Regions from separate parts of the Salmo salar genome. Here region 2 is linked to region 1. A link is a contact called in public Hi-C data. All regions are on one chromosome and are shown on one strand. The core of a region is the stretch at or near the end of the contact, and the rest is flanking DNA. Distances in the headings are between cores, read along the strand shown. Region 1 holds the start of LOC106573930 (growth arrest and DNA damage-inducible protein GADD45 beta). Region 2 has its middle 44 kb from the start of LOC123727708.

Region 1 (6,098 bases), core at 2,205-4,704:
TCGACTATCCTTTAGGGGTTCTTCAAATTGAAACGGTGGGAGAACCCCTATAAATTCTTCGAAAAACGATTTAAAATGATTATTCAAGGAACCCCCTTTATTGGATCCTCGAAGAACCTTTTGGGGTACATTTTTTAACTACCCTGCTGTCCTTTCAAATTCAAAAAACCAAACGTTTCAGTTAGGCAGTTAGGTTCCTGCAAGAACCCCCACCAATTAAGACGGTTCCTCGATGGTGTTCTTGGAATAATATTTTGGGGACAATGTTCAGTGCCTGGTATCGATTTGGGAATCTAGCGTTTCGCACTAAATTAATATAATCAAATAGACAATTTATTTATTTTTTATTTTACCTTTATTTAACTAGGCAAGTCAGTTAACAACAAATTCTTATTTTCAATGACGGCCTAGGAACAGTGGGTTAACTGCCTTGTTCAGGGGCAGAACGGTGACAATGATCAAACGCAACTTAATAACAGCAGTTCAGGTTTGATAGGCCTATATCGTAAATTGGAAAGCGATTGGAAGGCGATTGGAAAGGCTAATCTTGAACTGTGAATTGCGCAGTTTTAATTAAATCAAATTGTAGCCCACTAGTCCCAAAAGGCTACAGTAGGCTATCGATACTACCTCTAATCATTATAATAGATAGCCTAAAACAGATTATCTTCTCATGATCAACATGTCATGTATTGACCACTTTGTAACAGTTAATCATTCTCTTGATTCGTTTTTCGGCTGATTATGTTTTTGACGAATAGGCCTAGTGGTTATTGTTACGGCTACTTTATCATTAGTAGTATTTATGGGCCCGGGACTCGTAGGGCATCTGTGTGAAACACTAGTAACAGATGAAAGGGAAAAGTTGATATTTGCTCGAATCCCTATGCAGCCATTCCGACCGGTCTCTTTTTATTAGGGGGTAATTGCATCGTTTTTTTGTCTCAATTTATCGTGGTACACTCAAAAAAATGGGGGTTCAACAAGGGTTCTTCTAAGATCCTCAAAGTTCCTCGAAGAACCGTAGGGTTCTTGCACTAAGGAACAAGTCAATCTTCACACTTGATATAAACTCCAGCTCGAGGAAGCTGCTTTTCAATATCAGTCTTCGAGAGTGTAGCTATTCAGCTGACGACTAAGTGGCGCTCCACGCTAAGAAGAATAAAGTTTTATTATAGCCTCAATGTTTCTGATAGAAACATTGATAGATCACTGTTATTGCACTCTCATTGTGAGTTTTGAGTAGTACTTTTAAAATATGTATTCCTTGAAGTTGAACAATAACATGGGGTAGTCTTTATTTATTCAAAAGTGATACATTTATACAAATTAGTTAACTGTCTAATATCCATATTTATCCATATGGGTTTAATCTGCAGAATATCTGCATAATCTGCACTACTGTGGTTTTTAAAGTAAAACGTGAGAGCTTGGTTTGGGTCTCATGAAACAATTCAGCAAGGGGCATAAGGGGGAACAATAAGATTTGCAAAGTGTGACAACTTTCGTTCCACAAAATGAGTGCCTTTTATGTCCCTTTGATATTTTAGGTAGAAATTGTGCACAAATACTGAATTTCAAAAGCATATTGTATTAAATGATGTGCCCTTTTATATAGACCACATGGAATATTCAATAAATATGATTTTTAATATGAATAAAGACTTGCTAAAGTGCCCAAACTCAGCATTTTCATATGTCCCTCTGTGCATCCTCTGTGACTTCTAGGAAGATTTTAACCCCCTTAACCCCAACTTTTTCAATTTTCTTTGGCTTTGACAAAGCCATTTCTGAAGATTATAATTTATTTCATGTCATTAGTGATTCATTTTCTGGGGTTTGTGGTTTAACCTAGCGGGTTAAACCACAACCATGTTACCCATAGATAGACAGGCTAGAAATGTTTTAACAATAAATCAATAACAATTTAAGTTTCCATTCAATTGTCCCTCCTTGTTGCACACAACAAGATTCCATTCCCCCTGTGACAAGGAGATTTATGGCTGATTTACGATGAAGTTGTCAACTCTGTTAAATCAACCCGGTTACTTTATTTGTCACTTAATAGGCACTTACTGTAATTTGTTTACTTAACCTCTTGATATGGGAAAACGTGTCATTTATCAAGCTCAACATGTGCTCTTTATGACAGAATATAACATTTCTGTGAAAAAAAAAAAAAATTCTCACCAAGTTACATTACTCAAAAGGCACCTAATTAGTGGAACGACCCACGTGTTCCAACTTGCAGTTTCGGTGCGATGCAGCACAGAGCAGCACTTGCAGTTTCTGTGCGATGCAGCACTGAGTCCACTGAGGGGCGACTAATGGTTAACGTTCAGAATGTCAGAAACCACTATTATTTCTTAACATCATCATACTGTATAGAATAGGAACTAGAAATATATCATTACAGTCTATTCAAGATTATAGGATACATAGATTTTTACATTTTGGCATATGCTATAAACCAATGCACATATAGCAACAATATAATAATCCTTCATCATCGATAGGCATGTAGTCTACAGTAAACGTTCATGCAATGTGGATGGATGGAATAAATTATAACTGAGACGAATGGAGTAGCCCTAGTTTACCTTTATTCTGTCTGTGAGGTGAGATTTCGTAATAGATTGATTGGATAAGATCCACTAACAGCTTGTAAACACTGATCCTGTGACTGTGATAAAATTAGCCACGGTGGAACTAGGATAGCTTGGTACAGGTGATGAAAGTTCCAGATATTATGAGTTCACTACAGAAATCCGGGCACATTCTAGAAGAGATGACTTGTCTTTCAGAAAAAAATGGCAGTGGAGTAGATATCCCAAGAAAATTTCATTTACATTGGTTTAACTGGATGTGGACGCATCTTGATATAAGCATTATGCTGCGCGTGCAATAACATCTGCAAAATATGTGATCGCGACAAGTACCATTTTATTTGATGTATTGTGTAATCAAGATGCGTCCACACATTGTAGCATTTGATTTTTCACGAGGGAGGTCAGGTGCTATGGTAACAAACATGGACGTTGACAATGTACCCCTCTCTGCAAGCTCCTCTGTCTACAAAAATTGTATTTTTGCCATAAAAAAAAGTTTTGTATAAAAAAATGTAATGGAACAATGTATATAAAATCACACTTTCATAGAGATGCTCACAGTGACCTTGCATATAGGCCTACTATATTCTGATAGGCTCAAACAACCCCAGTATGAAGAAATACGCAGCAATAGAAAAACTAAGGAAATTCCATGGCACTCGTAAACAAACTGATACTAAGCGAGGGAGGTGGGGGATTCTCTGAAAGAGCCCACGTGGCTCCCGAATTACGTTGGCGTAAACAGCCAATTATTGAAAAGAGTGGGGATTCTAGTACACCAATGGACCAATCAGGGAAGTAGTGACTGAGTAACGCCACGCCTAGCATGAGCGTGGATATAACCCTTGAGTTTTGCACTGTTGTATCAGAAACAACTGAGCCACAGTCAGAGCTAATAGAAGGACTTTGCAATTCAACAGCGAGCGAGTTTACACTGAAACATTGCAAGGGAACCTATACCGTATTGGATTACTGATTTGCCGGACGCGCTGGAAACCTCGATTCGGGAATATACTCATTGGAGATTATCCTTGTGGATTATACAATTAACGAACTTCAATATGACTCTGGAAGAACTGGGATGCAATATCACTGAGAAAAAGTAAGTTTTTGCACATTTGTTGCGCAGAATATCCCACAGCTTGCTGTACGCATAGTGTGTGCATTGACAATCGGCTAGATGGTTTGGCAGTGGAACGTGAAATATAGCCTCAGCACTGAACAGTGCTCAGTTCAACAGTTTTAAGTAGCCTATTCGCAATTGTGGTGCATAACTAACAGAATGCATTTTTCTTGAAGGATGGAGACCGTGAGTCAAGCTCTAGAAGAGCTGCTGGTGGCAGCGCAGCAACAAGACTGCCTGACTTTGGGAGTCTACGAGTCTGCAAAACTGATGAATGTGTAAGTGTTATTATAAATTCTATCATATTATTGCCCATTTCGTAATATGGGTCAATGCAACATAGCTGCAACCATGATGCGCTATTTATTTATATTTGCTATATGGAAAATATAATTAATGTGCTATTCTCTTTCTTTCTGCAGTGATCCTGATAGTGTAGTCTTGTGTGTTCTGGCGACTGATGAGGAAGACGAGGATGACATCGCACTGCAGATTCACTTCACGCTCATCCAAGCCTTCTGCTGCGACAACGACATCAACATACTGAGAGTCTCGGGCATCAGGCGCCTCGCTCAGGTTCTTGGCGAGCCAAGCACCGCTGACAGCAACGGCAACGAGCCCAAAGATCTGCACTGCATCCTTGTCACTGTAAGTACAGCCTGCTGTCTTCTTATTTTGATTACATTGAACGCGCAATAGGCCTCGTGCATAATTATTCATCTTGTGCTCATTGTTAATATTGAATACATCAAAATAATCGAAATGTCCTAATGTCATCATGATTTTCTCATTCAAGACATACCTAACGATATCTCCCACGTTTTGTCTACAGAACACCCAGTGCCAATCTCTGAAATGCCAAGCGTTGCAGGACGTGGGCAACTACTGCGAGGAGAGCCGCTGCAAGAACCAGTGGGTGCCTTATCTGGCCCTGCAGGAGCGCTGAACTAACGACCCTCACTGAGAAGCGTGAAATAAACAAGTCGTGAAACTAAACAAGTCGTCATTCTTCAAGAATGAGAAAGGCATTCAAGGGGCATTATCGATAGGCCTGTGTCTGCCTACCCCTTGCCGCTACCCAGTGACGGAGCTGGGAATGCGCATGTTCCAAGGGACAATGCACATGCATCCATAACGCATCGGACCCCAGTTCTCTTCCTCTGCGGAAAGGAAAAGTATCCGCTGGAGTGGGGAGTAAAAACGAACGGTAGAGAAGACTCACTGCTGTTTGCCCAGCCATTTTGGAGCAACCGTGGGCGGCTGCATAGCGTGGGAACTGATTTGCAGTTTCGTTTATGCAGAGGAGGGACAAAGCAACAGAGAATACAGACTTGAAACTGGGTTTAACCCTATGCTTTCCGACGTGGAAGTCGGGGTATTTATGATGAAATGCAATGTGAATGACTTCAATGCTCTATGGTTGGATGTTATGAGCTTTGAAGAAGTGTCTTCAGAGCAACAATGCCTATGGATTGTTATTATGTGAAATATATTGATCAGGTATTCTGGCTACACTCATAGCCCGATGGCTGTCAGTTAAGAGGGTCAAAACTTTGCCACAATGTAACAATGTATTTGACATTGACACATCAAACTAATGTATTGTTATTATTTAAGTTGAACCGAGTAATATATGACAGTGAACTAACTGCATTGCTGAATTTAATGTTAAACCTATTTGAATAAATTATTGAACTGAAAGTTTGAATTCTCTGAGTGCTTTATCTTGTGGGAAAGGGGGGGGGGGGGTGCAATACTGTAATACTGTACAGTAGGCCCTAACCTAGGACTACTGCACAGTATTGTACATTCTGGACTTCACTACCTTCACTACCTGCTTGATTAGGCAACAAATTATTTTATATTCACCTGTGTCCTGTCTGAAATTCAGACCTGGAAAGAGCAACACTTCTTAAAACAGTTGAAATGCTGTACTTAGATGTTATACCATTTAATCTAGGCCATAAATACATAATATGTAACCTATATACTGTTTCTACAAGGATGGAGTTTGAATTGACACCCATCCTAATGTATATGAACTATGTTATAACTAATGTTATAACTAACTAATTATATTATCTAATGTCTTGCTATTGCTCACCAAAATGTTTGCTTCACAACACCATTATTACATGCAATCTTACACTTTCATGCACATTGTTGAGATTTACTGTTTATTTCAGGCCAGACAGTAGCTTTCTGATGCTGTGATGCGTCCACAGTAGCCTACAGTTTGATATCCAGAAAGCATTCATCACTCAAATGCCATGCACAGATGGCTGAAAGCATCTGATGTCTAAGTCCCTAATCGGCCTATATGTAAAGAATGGATCCCTTCACCTGAAACATAGTTGTGCAATTCA
Region 2 (6,475 bases), core at 1,000-3,499, 110 kb after region 1:
CAGCTAGTATGTACCTGAACAGCTGGTATGTACTAGAACAGCCAGTATGTACCTGAACAGCTGGTATGTACTAGAACAGCCAGTATGTACCTGAACAGCTGGTATGTACTAGAACAGCTAGTATGTACCTGAACAGCTGGTATGTACTAGAACAGCCAGTATGTACCTGAACAGCTGCTATGTACTAGAACAGCCAGTATGTACCTAAACAGCTGGTATGTACTAGATCAGCCAGTATGTACCTGAACAGCTGGTATGTACTAGAACAGCCAGTATGTACCTGCACAGCTGGTATGTACTAGAACAGCTAGTATGTACCTGAACAGCTGGTATGTACTAGAACAGCCAGTATGTACCTGAACAGCTGGTATGTACTCGAACAGCCAGTATGTACCTGAACAGCTGGTATGTACTAGAACAGATAGTATGTACTAGAACAGCTAGTATGTACTAAAACAGATAGTATGTACTAGAACAGCTAGTATGTACTAGAACAGCTGGTATGTACTAGAACAGCTAGTATGTACTAGAACAGCTGGTATGTACTAGGACAGCCAGTATGTACCTGAACAACTGGTATGTACTAGAACAGCCAGTATGTACCTGAACAGCTGGTATGTAATAGAACAGATAGTATGTACCTGAACAGCTGGTATGTACTAGAACAGCCAGTATGTACCTGAACAGCTGGTATGTACTAGAACAGACAGTATGTACCTGAACAGCTGGTATGTAATTTGAACAGATAGTATGTACCTGAACAGCTGGTATGTACTAGAACAGCCAGTATGTACCTGAACAGCTGGTATGTACTAGAACAGATAGTATGTACTAGAACAGCTAGTATGTACTAAAACAGATGGTGTGTACTAGAACAGCTAGTATGTACTAGAACATCTGGTATGTACTAGAACAGCTAGTATGTACTTGAACAGCTGGTATGTACTAGAACAGCCAGTATGTACCTGAACAGCTGGTATGTACTAGAACAGCAAGTAAGTACCTGAACAGCTGGTATGTACTACAACAGCCAGTATGTACCTGAACAGCTGTTATGTAATAGAACAGATAGTATGTACCTGAACAACTGGTATGTACTAGAACAGCCAGTATGTACCTGAACAGCTGGTATGTACTAGAACAGACAGTATGTACCTGAACAGCTGGTATGTAATAGAACAGATAGTATGTACCTGAACAGCTGGTATGTACTAGAACAGCTAGTATGTACCAGAACAGCTGGTATGTACTAGAACAGCTGGTATGTACTAGAACAGTTAGTATGTACTAGAACAGATAGTGTGTACTAGAACAGATAGTATGTACTAGAACAGCTAGTATTTATTAGAACAGCTAGTATGTATTAGAACCCTTTGGGGTTATTTGAGGTACTGTTCTTTTGTTTGAGGTATTTCAAGTTTGAACTTTTGCAATCTCTAGTCTCTGTGTGTTTTGTTGGGTACATCATGTACAAAGAGTTACATACACCTCAAGCCATAGATAAGACAAAACAATTCCTGACTTGAGTGAAGTCATTCCCCAAAGGAGTGTGGGTGATTGCAATGGCATTCAGTGCACAAATAACAACAGAAATTCCAATGCAGTAGTCTAATCTTCCACAACTATATACATGGACATTCAATACACAATTACTGCATTGTCTCAAAGCAAAGTGCTTCATTTTACAGTTCCATTCATTAATGCATTGGAGATTGACCATCAAACATCTATGTCATTATTGTTACTCTCTCACAGTCATTTGTTTTATTTTTACCTTTATTTAACTAGGCAAGTCAGTTAAGAACAAATTCTTATTTTCAATGACAGCCTAGGAACAGTGGGTTAACTGCCTTGTTCAAGGGCAGAATGATAGATTTTTACCTTGTCAGCTCGGGGATTAGATTTTGCAACCTTTCAGTTACTAGTCCAACGCTCTAACCACTAGGCTACCTGCTGCCCCAGTCATGCAGTTGGATTGTGGAGAGAAATAATAAACTTAAACTGCTTAATATGTAAAACTAGTGAAGGGCTTTAGGTTTTGGGAAACCCATCAGTCAGGTAATTTTACTTGTTTTAAATCAATGGCCTGCCTGCGATGTGGCCACAGTAAGCCTCTACAGTCAGGTCCATAACAGGGAAGCTCCTGGCTGGCTGGTATTACTAGAACACTTTCTTCGCTTCCACAGAGAGATATACTGCACTACACCAAGGACTCATGGCCGCAGAGCCTGGTTGACTGAGTTCATGTGCAATAAAGCTTCACACACAAACACACACACACATACACACACACAGACACACACACACACTAAATATAGCAACACGAGCTGCCCGCTAGCACTCTAATATCTTTCTGCATTCTGCAGGTAATTCAGACAGTGCAGACTGTACCAAGATGTCATCATTCTTCACTCAAAGTGAAATATGATATCAATCCATTATGACACTTGAATCACGAACACTTGAACATTTGTGAAGCACTTTAGAGGTTCATGCTCCGTGACAGTGTTATGTGAATAGCCATGACCTGTTATGAGTACAGTAAGGTTCCATTAGTGTCAGTGGAGTGTTCCCATGCTTTGGCAAACCTATTGACCACTCAGACAGTATTTTCTGCAGAGCTATAGGGTGAGGGACATCATGAAGGAACCAGACAGAATAACACCTGTGTAATGTTTATGGGGAAAAATGAATCATCGTGTTTCCTCAAAGCCAAACATTCAATTGTCTGTCAGACTTCACACTGAGAGACACAACAACAGAGCATGAAGTACAACACAATGTCTCACAATGGCTGAGAGACACTCTGCCTATGAATAATAGGAAAAGAGAGTGATGAAAAGTCTGCTGCTAATTGGAGGTGGACTCAAGTAGAGAGTTTTTTTAATTGATCCTTTATTAAACTAGGCAAGTCAGTTAAGAACAAATTAGTATTTACAATGACGGCCTACCCAGGCCAAACCCTAACGTGGATGACGCTGGGCCAATTGTGCACCGCCCTATGGGACTATCAATCACAGCCGGTTGTGATACAGCCTGGAATCAAACCAGGGTCTGTAATGATGCCTCTAGCACTAAGATGCAGTGCCTTAGACCGCAGCGCCACTCGGGAGTGCCGGAAGTGTGTCATTCATGCAAGGATGTGTGTGTGTGCATGTGCTTTTGTGTGTGTGTGTAGGTATGTGCTTTTGTGTGTGTGTGTGTGTGTGTGTGTGTGTGTGTGTGTGTGTGTGTGTGTGGGAATGTGCTTTTGTGTGCTTTTGTGTGTGTGTGTGTGTGTGTGTGTGTGTGTGTGTGTGGGAATGTGCTTTTGTGTGTGTGTGTGTGTGTGTGTGTGTGTGTGTGTGTGTGTGTGTGTGTGTGTGTGTGTGTGTGTGTGTGTGTGTTTTGGGTATGTGTGTGTGTATAATGAGTGTATACTTTATTCAATTCCTACTCTATTTGACCCCTGGGCCCTGACCGCCACATACATACATAAATAGTACTGTGTTTTGCAGGAAAACAATGTGATATGAGGAACACATATAGAAAGGATTGTGAGGAAAATCCCCTGGACAGCACAGTCAGTGATTCACATGTAGCTAGTTGACTGAAAGTCCTGCAAGGAAGCATTCAGCAGAAGAGATTCTGTCCATTCCTCACATTCCAGGAGAGTTTGGCAAGTCCTTGAGTTTCCTTTTTGCACCCCCTCCTCTTCAACCCTGTCCCGCGATCTCGGTTTCCAGTAAAGCTCTCCCAAAAGTGCTCTCACCATTTTCCAGAAGCATCACACACATGGAAGGGCACGTGAGAGAGAGAGAGAGAGAGAGAGAGAGAGAGAGAGAGAGAGAGAGAGAGAGAGAGAGAGAGAGAGAAGTGCATGTGTGTGCAAGTATACGTGCACGAGAGAGAGAGAGAGAGAGAGAGAGAGAGAGAAGTGCATGTGTGTGCAAGTACACGTGCACGAGAGAGAGAGAGAGAGAGAGAGAGAGAAGTGCATGTGTGTGCAAGTACACGTGCACGAGAGAGAGAGAGAGAGAGGGAGGGCGGGAGAGGGAGGGAGTCACACAATGCAAATTGGGCTGGAACATTTCATTCTTGGGAGACAGCAGGAGGGACAGTATGTTCCAGTGAAATAACAGAATATTACCTTATATGGAATGTGGGCTTTGGCTGAATAGACAGACAGACAGACTCAGTGTAGTTTTTCTCAATTTTGAATAAAACATCGACAGACATCGGCTGTAAAACAAAACAACCAAATAACAAAAAACTTTGCAAACAATTTAACAGGGTGTGACCCAACAGATACAATCTAGCAAGCAATGCAAACAAGATCTTTAGACAATGCAAGCTTGGTAGAAAACTGTTAGCAATGCGAAATGCAATGAAGTATTGACACAAACACATTAAAGGCACAATACATATGTTTTATGTCCTTCTTTAGGGTTGATGGCAATCGATCACCAGTTCTTCTTCATTGATTTTGCACTTGCAATGACCCACCCCAGTACTCCAAAACAAAAATGAAAACCAATTTTATTGAAAGTCTAAGTTATGGATTCTGCCTTTAATGTGACAATATAATAATAACTTCCTACAGTGCAGCTTATGATTGGCTATAACGCAGGAAGTAGACACTTAAATTGCAGATACGTTATATTGCATTAAAGGACCATAACTTGTCAAGCAGTCATTCCCTTCCCCTGTCCCGCACTGGCTCCTGTTTTAAGAGCTATTATATGATTCTCCTCTGGCAGCTTGCCCTGAGTGAAACAGAGACCAGTGGGCGATGTGTTTGTGTTGCTAGGGTGATAGCCACTGATGCTTCCCATAGCATCACTGTATTTGGGATTCCCTTTGCTTGCGGTGAAGTCATCTGATGTTGAATCAGGCCAGAGGAGGTAGTACTCCGTAACAACTGTTTAAGTTGACACGTCCCGAGGGGAGAGGAGAGGCATTTTACAAGCCGTTTCCACTCATAGACTTACAGGTTTTATTTTTTAATTTAACCTTTATTTAAATAGGCAAGTCAATTAAGAAAAACGTTATTATTTACAATGACGGCCTACCAAAGGCAAAAGGCCTCCTGCGGGGATGGGGGCTGGGATAAAAAAATTTAAAAGTAGGACAAAACACACATCACGACAAAAGAGACACCACAGCACTACATAAAGAGAGACCTAAGACAACAACACAACATGGCAGAAACACAACATGACAACACAACATGGTAGCAACACAACACAACATAACAACAACATAACACATTAGCAGCACAACATGGTCTCAGCACAAACATGGTAGAAACATTGTTATGCACAGACAACAGCATAAAGGGTATAAAGGTAGAGACAACAACACGTCACGCGAAGCAGCCACAAGTGTCAGTAAGAGCGTCCATGATTGAGAATTTGAATGGAGAGACGGAGATACAACTGTCCAGTTGGAGTGTTTTTTGCAGCTCGTTCCAGTCGCTAGCTGCAGCGAACTGGAAGGAAGAGTGTGTGTTGTTTCTTCTTACCAAACCACATGACCTTTGTTTTGGAGGTGTCCAGAACAAGGTTAATAAGACATTACAAACAATTACAAATTAAGACTTTACAAACATTTAACAAATAGACAATACAGACAATTAAAATACCTGACAAGAAACACACTTAACATTCAGTTGATGCTTTCTATTTCCTGTCCAGTCATTGCATTACATGTTCTTTAGTGGATTTACTTTTTGCTTGAGAAATATTGATTGGTCAAGAGATCCATTCAGCTATGGCTCCATATACAACTGTAGATTTAAGATGATTTGTCCTTTGCTTGGGTTGTCTTAGATGCCGTGAATTTACCTGTCTGGTTTGGTGGTTATGCGTGTTGCTAGTATGTACTAACTGGCCTGAAAAATACAGTTAAAAAAAAGATATAACATTCCCAAAGAAAATCAGAAGACTAGATAGTAATTTGTTTTTAACGTGAAGCCATGAGAGATTCTGATGTATTTGGATTATATTCATACAGATAGAGCAATGAAGAGCTAATCTGGCAGCCCTGTTCTGAGCGATTTGGAGCTTTCTTTGCTGCAGATGACCACATAACTGGACAGTACTCTAAGTGTGGTAGGACCAGGGATTGAATCACCTGATTCAGTGTGCTAGATGTTACATACTCTGAACATTTTCTTGTAAAAGCAATTCCATCACCCATCTTAATAACAATATTATCTATGTGTTCTGACCATGATAAAGCTGCATCCAATATGACACCTAGTAGTTTTGTTTTTTCACTTGCTCTACATGTATTCTATTCATCAACAAATTCAATTCATCAGCAAGCATATATCTTGAACCAAATACAATACATTTCGTTGTAGAAATGTTTAACACCAATTTGTTCATATTAACCCATCATACACCGTTCTTAGTTCACTGCTCAGTACATCTGTTAGCTCACTACATTCTGATGCTGTGCTATATATTGTCATCAGCATACATTACCACTC

The links. A called contact is a pair of places that touch in the nucleus more often than the background predicts.
Region 2: a contact with region 1 is called in a Hi-C map of muscle, with 4 times the contacts expected there. The contact joins the enhancer-like site here to the promoter of LOC106573930 in region 1. A contact is called at or near these places in 2 of 3 Hi-C or Micro-C datasets (gill and muscle).

Annotation. Positions count from the first base shown.
Region 1 is chrssa16:44,118,721-44,124,818 of Ssal_v3.1, forward strand. It overlaps LOC106573930 (growth arrest and DNA damage-inducible protein GADD45 beta), which reads left to right and starts at 3,455. Exons shown (of 4, transcript XM_014149394.2): 1 at 3,455-3,711; 2 at 3,909-4,010; 3 at 4,155-4,380; 4 at 4,565-5,433. The coding sequence starts at 3,671. The coding sequence ends at 4,678.
Region 2 is chrssa16:44,233,257-44,239,731 of Ssal_v3.1, forward strand. No RefSeq gene overlaps it. Among protein-coding and RNA genes, the nearest start is that of LOC123727708, 44 kb to the left of the region's middle. Within about 2 kb of position 2,250, at least 3 of the 13 cell types and tissues checked have an H3K27ac peak or open chromatin away from gene starts, as enhancers often do. A contact at or near this core is called in muscle, where this site is marked.